Linked DNA regions of Danio rerio: region 2 is linked to region 1. The links are chromatin contacts, called in public HiCAR-type maps. All regions are on one chromosome and are shown on one strand. The core of a region is the stretch at or near the end of the contact, and the rest is flanking DNA. Distances in the headings are between cores, read along the strand shown.

What was found. HiCAR-type assays count read pairs that join an accessible place to other places.
Region 2: a contact with region 1 is called in a HiCAR-type map of caudal fin, with 4 times the contacts expected there. The contact joins the promoter of tmem263 here to the promoter of mterf2 in region 1. A contact is called at or near these places in 1 of 18 Hi-C or Micro-C datasets (caudal fin) and 1 of 4 datasets of contacts at active chromatin or transcription factors (caudal fin).

The regions. Positions count from the first base shown.
Region 1 is chr18:16,508,791-16,512,272 of GRCz12tu, forward strand. mterf2 (mitochondrial transcription termination factor 2) reads right to left here and starts at 1,598. Exons shown (of 2, transcript NM_001044828.2): 1 at 1,549-1,598.
Region 2 is chr18:16,621,832-16,625,313 of GRCz12tu, forward strand. It overlaps tmem263 (transmembrane protein 263), which reads right to left and starts at 1,689. Exons shown (of 3, transcript NM_213141.1): 1 at 1,482-1,689.

The DNA of each region.
Region 1 (3,482 bases), core at 348-2,847:
ATTTATTTCCCTTATTTGCAAAGAGGAAAATAACTATATTTGCCCTCCTGAATTGTTAGCAACCCTTTCCCCCCCAATTTCTGTTTAAAAGAAAGAAAAAACTTATTTTAACACATTTCTATACATAATAGTTTTAATTACTAATTTCTAATAACTGATTTCTTTCATCTTTGCCATGATGACAGTAAATAATATTTACTAGATATTTTTCAAAATACAAGCATTTAGATTAAAGTGTGATTCAAAGCCCTGATTAGTGTAATTTGGCAAGTCATTGTATAACAGTGGTTTCCTCTACAGACAATTTAAAATATATATTGATTAAGGGGGGCTAATAATATTGACCTTAAAATAGGTTTAAAAATATTTAAACCTGCTTTTATTCCAATATTAAAACAAATACGACTTTCTCCAGAAGAAATATTATGGAAAATACTGTGAAAATTCCTTGCTCTGTTAAACATCATTTGGAAAATATTTATTACAAAAAAAAATTTCACTGAAGGGCAAATAATTTTGACTTCAACTGATAATCGTTTTGAATAATTGTGGTAACAATTATGACCAAAATAATCGTGATTATGATTTTTCCTATAATCGAACAGCCCTATGAGAAAATTTTCATTCACTAAAATTACAGCTCATTCTTTTTACATCAGAAAGTTTGTCATGAGTAAAATTAGATAAAAATGTGATTTTCCACGCTTGTTGTAAAGGTACATTAAGCCACGTTAAGGTTTTTTCTAATGATAGACTTCAATGGGAAGAAAACGCTTAGCGTGATGTTTTTCACTCTATATGTGAAATTGGGACTCATACTTTAAGTAGCTGGGTTAATTACAAGTAAAGTTTGACAGAATTTGGGTTTCTCTGGTTAATGTGTAGGTACATTAAGTCATGTTAAAACTTTTTTCACGTTAAGCATTTTAGAACGTCTCTCCAAATTAAATGATTGGCAGTGGATATTACTAATACAAAAATTTAAGAAAGGTTTCAGCACTAAATAAAAACAAAATAGTTTTGATAAATTTCTTGTTTGGAAAAGCTAAAACGATCATTTGGCTAACAAGAAAGAATAAAGCAATGCTAAGTGGAGGCACTGATCCCTTACAAATGTTTAAAGCTCTGGTTAAAAGTAGTTTAATGATGTAGTATAAGTATTATGAATTTTTTTTTTTTTTTTTTTTGTGGGGATTTGAAAACATACTATGTCAACCCAGTGAAGAAGGAGGGTTTAATATTGTTTTAAAGAGGAGAGAGTGATTTTTATCTGGATCGTGTAATGATATGAATGTATAATTGTTTTTCTAATTAGAAGAAGTTCGAAGGTCTGTCTCTCTCTCGCATACCGTACACACTTCTAACAATGTTAATGTACAGTAACGTTATGTCAACCTGATGAGACCCCATAAGGGGAGTTGGTTCTTTTTCAAAACAGAAGACGTGACATCGCTATAAGTAACAGCACGTTTCTTGCAGCTGCTTGCATTTATTAGTCGGTAATAATATCATAACTGACACATATTAATAAGACAAACTGACCAATACCTGTCCTCTGCAGTTACAGCGGTCACGTAACACGAGACTGTAGACATAACAACGACACCTTCTTGTTCTTGTGATGACAGCCATGCAGTCCGAGCAAAACAGCGCCACTCTCCGTACAGGATGAAACTTTTCAGATTTACAGATTTTGAGAAGGAAATAATGCTGCAGGAAATAAGATATGACCACTCGCTTACTTAAAACCGTAAAACTGGCTTTAATACAATATGAACATGTATGAATGGCATCCAAAATATTCCAAGCAAAGAGTTAACATTCTGCTGGCTATTTTTGACTGAAACTACATGGGGACTGTCTTTTAACCACATGAAAACAAATGAAGTACCTTAAAACGGCTGTGGTTTCTATAATGAGCACAGAGAGCAATTAGTTTGAAGGGCAGTGGATAGTGAGTCACAGTTGGAGTTTAATCACAATGCTGGATCATTCCTGCCTCCTCAAACTGTTCGCTCAGCCCACCCTCGAGGACTCCACAATCTGGAGACTCACACAGAGATCTGCCTTCACAGATCAGCCCCCAATGACTACATGTATGAGCTACCTGTACAAGACACAGCTTAAAACAGCCATTGTTCTTTGTTTGAAAACTAAAAACTTTTTTATTTTAAATAAAGGGTGTTGAAATCTTCTTGACCAGTGGTTCTCAAACTGTGGTACGTGTACCACTAGTGGTACACAGGCTTCCTTCTAGTGGTACACGGAGGAATGAAATATGCCTTGTACATGCTATACACATTTCAAAATTTATCAAAAATGATGTATATAGTCTGCTATATATGAAATATAGCCTATATATCCGAGGTAATCTGCAACGTTTTTTAACTTTGCAAAGTTGTAGCTGCTTTACTGGGCCTACTACGCTACTGTATTTCAATACTGCTAATTTTGGTGGTACTTGGAGAGACAGTTTTTTTCTGAGGTGGTACTTGATGAAAAAAATTTGAGAACCACTGTTCTAGACATCTCTGAAACTTTTTTGGGGGGAATACTGGTTACATTCATTCATATTTCTCCGGCTTTGTTCAGGCCCGGATTGGCTAATCGGGAGAACCGAGAGAATTCCCGAGGGACAGGTCCGTTTTTTGGCCGCGAGGGCCGGTGTCCCTAGCTGCTTGCACTCTCAGCAGTCACACTTTTTTCATTTATTTATTTATTTGACTATAGCCTTACTCTTTTTATTCATTGTTTCGCCACAGCTCCGCTCTTTTCATTTATTTTCACGCAGCCTGTGAGCAAAATGCAGCCTGCAGGTTAATGATGATGTATCATCTGACCCCAAATAGCAGCACCTTAGTGAATATAAGAATTAAAATAATTAATATTAATGAATATTACACTTGCTCATTGAAAATCAGATGTTTCACTACATTAATAAATCTCACGAAACAGTAGTCAGCACATTGCGTTACGACGCCGCCGACCCGAGTTCAAACCTGGCCTGAGAAATTTAATTTTTTTCAGTTTTATTGTTACGACATGTAATTCTGTTTTGGGTTACTTATGTAGGTGTAGCCTACATGTTTTATTTAAATTTTATGAGCGACCACTGTTACAAAAGACTGGATATCTATAAAGGATTTAGCACAGAATTTATATTCAGGTATTGCACTGAGGTGGGCCAGTCTAAGGCTTGAAACTCCAGGGCTGAAAAGGAGTCCCACTCCGGCCCTGGCTTTGTTACTGATTTATCAGGGGTCGCCACAGACAAATTTAAATGATAGGATGATATTAATAGAACGAGGGGCGACTTGATGGCTCAGCCCTGTCGCCTCACAGCAAGAAGGTCGCTGGTTCGGGTCCTGGCTGGGTCAGTTGGCATTTCAGTGTGGAGTTTGCATGTTCTCCCCATGTATGTGAGGGTTTTTTTCCGGGTGCTCTGGTTTCCCCCACAGTCCAAAGACATGCATTATAGGTGA
Region 2 (3,482 bases), core at 439-2,938, 110 kb after region 1:
AAAAGTTAAAAAAGAAAAGAAAAAAAAATCAGCATCCTGCCACTTTAGCTCTCAAACACAAATTTATGACAATGTTTAAACCTACATAGTCTTGATCAGGTCACAGTGTAGGCTGAAATATTTTCATATTAAATTTGTTTTTGAGAGCTAAAGTGGCAGGGTGCCGATTTTCTTACTTTTTCAACTGTGTCTGGCTTGATCGAGCACCTGCCTTTAGGAATTATTTGGATGAGCACACAATGATGTTTTAGAGCATATAGACTTTGAGCCACAGAAAAACAAATGTTTATTTTACGATATAATAAAAAAGTAACATACACAATCTTAAAACTTAGTGTTTCGTTAAGTCATTAGGTACATGAACAATAATATGTGATAAATATAATACCAGCAAACAAAGAACTTTGCCTAAACATTCCCATATGGTTTCCTTTTAGTTCTCATTTGGGCAGCATTGAAACTGAGGTAAAGTTGGTTTTATATTCGCACATTTGTTCATTTTAATGTTCCTATATTGTCTATACGCTAATTTTAATATCACATTAAAGTATGACTTCAAAACAACATTAGCACTATTTAATTCACTGTGAACAGTGTTAATAAGTTAGTCATTGGCTGCTAATATGATTTCCCCATTTAGAACTTTTCAAATAATACTCATATTATAAGGGAGGAAGTCCAAATGTGCAAATTTAAACCAACTTTACCTCAATATGTTTGGGAAACAAATAAGAACATTCTCTGAAGACCTTAACCTTTACAGAACAGAATTGCAGGCAGGGATTTCTTTTTTATTTTAAGCAATAACTTAAATTAAACTTACAAGAACATTCCAGAAGCATGCTCCTCACCTACAGGCAATGTTATCATTAAGCTTAACCTCCTAGCAAACCAACAGAGAATTTACTAGAAATGTTTAGCTGGGATGTAAGCTAATTCTGATTGCCATACATTTGTCAGCTCAGGTTGTAGTTACATTGAGAATCGCTCGGAGTCGGAATGATTCGGGAATCGTTGAAAAAAGTTAAAAGATTCGTTGAAAATGACTCGAAAGAATGACTCTTGAATCGAACTTCAATGTATAACCATTGCTGTTTCTTGAAATTGAATCTTACGTGGCGCTTTTGTGATAACTTAGGCATTTTACTTTATTTTACACTAAAACTGTAGGTTTAGGTTGAGAAACAATTTGTCAAGAAATTGTATACCCTTAGTCACATAATGAAGATGCCAATATGTTATGTGGAGAAACTTTTGACAGGTAAAAGTAGCAGAAACAAATCTATATTTGAAGAAAGAGACAAAAACAGGGCGGCAGCGAATCAAACAACAGTTAAATGACGTTAGGTAAGAGATGCATTACAATCCAGCCATTGTCTATCAAGTCGATAAAGCTCATCGTAAAATATCATATGAAACATCAACAGACCTCGAATAACATGCAAACGAAAAACTTTGCCAGCTGTGCTGTAAATACTTACTGTGTCTGAAGTCTGTTACTTTAAACTTGAGCAAATCAAGCTGAAAACTTTTGTCTCCACCCCTTGTTTGTTACCAAAAAGTGCTGTTGCTTTCGGCGATTCTTAATGGCACACGCTAAAATAACGATGGATATGAGACCTGACGACACTTTTCTTTTAAAGACCTATCTTTGCATAATGTGTACGTGGCGTCCTAGCTGTTTTTAACCACGTACTAGTGTGGACACATCGGAGAGGAAGTGACGTTTCTGGTTCTTACCCTCCGCTGTGTGATGTGACTTCACTATATTTGCCAGTGTGGAGTGGAGGCCTTCCATAAGAAGATGATATGAAGCGTCTTTCTGTGCTGATGTGTCCATGCTTTTACTACCGAGATCAACTAACTTGTCCTTGTGAGACAGAGCCTATATATGTGGATTTATTTATTGCTAAATTAATAACTGAAAGTGTAACCTGATGCTGCACTGAACTGAGTGAACTTGAAGGAATTTTTCTGCAGGGCTTGTGAATTTTTTTCACAAGTAGTTACACCTGCATATTGCTTTGTGCTGTGTTGCAATGCTAAATGAAAGTCCATAAACTAATGCTCTGAAACAGGCCTGTAGCCAGAGGGGTTTCGGGTGGTTCGGAAAACCCACCCACCTTCTGATAAAGTCCAGAATTTGGCCCCATATAAGCTAATTTGTCCCATTTTTAACAGTATGTCATCATAAATTTTGAAAATAACCAATTGAAGATGTCTTTAAGAAGAATAATCTCACTGTAAAAAATCCTTGTTGCCTTAAATTTTTAATATATATTTATATATAACCCCAGGCCCGTAGCCAGCCTGGTGAAAAGGGTTGGTTCTTTTTTCTCAAAAAACTGGACCTTTTTGCAGTTATTCACCTTATTTTCTTTTTAATTATGAGGTATAATTACTGCGTTTTAGTGACATTTTTAGCACTATTTTTAGCTGGATTAGCCTGTCAGATGGTCATCATTGCCACACTTTTTGAGGTACCAAAAACTTTTGCTTAATATTTAGAAATATGAAAAATTATTATTTAAAAAAATACAAATTTATTACATCATATATCATCTGGAAAAAATGAGTCTGTTAAAGTTTAAAATAAAATAAAAACTGTAGCCTATTGTCATTTATTGGGCAAATAACAAACTGGCCAGCACATTCAACTTTCCTCAGTCAGAATTTGGCCATCTGAATAATAAAGAATTAAAAGATTCCTTCATTTTCTTTTCGGCTTAGTCCCTTCATTAATCTGGGGTCGCCACAGCGGAATAAAACGTTATCCAGCATATGTTTCACTCAGCGGATGCCCTTCCAGCTGCAACCCATCACTGGGAAAATTAAAACATTAATATTAATAATGCAGAGCTTCTTGATTTTTCTAGTCTTTTTTGTTAAAATAGTATATTTTAAAAGTTCATGGATAACAGAAATAGTTTAATTAGTAATAACTTTAACATGAGATGCTTTTGTATAAATAAAAGTTTCCTGTTCTAAAGATGACTTTATACGTCAAATTCTCCGTTATTTTATTTTATTTTATTTTTTTGCACAACTGGACATTGGACTATAATTGTTTGCATTTATTGGAAGTCTCTTTTAATGCCTTCACAATTAATGATTGCATAGCAGTCAGAATAAAACAAATGAGCTCATGTGTGGGACAAACTCTGGACCTTTTGGAATTTTATCAGTGAGTGGTGAGTTTTTCAAACCACCAGATTAACCCCCCACCCCACCCATAACCCCACCCCACCCCTGGCTACAGGCCAGTTTTTGCTGTTATTCTCCCAATTTTCTATTAAATTATGAGGTTCGAATACTGCATTTTAGAGATATTTTTAACATTAATATTTGCTGCATTAGCTTGTTGGATGATGATCATGACCACATATGTTGATGCAACACAAAAATATTTCCTGCAATTTTGTCAAAGTGCTTGCCATAAATAAAACACAAAGTGTTTATTTAGAAATGTGTGTTTAAACTGT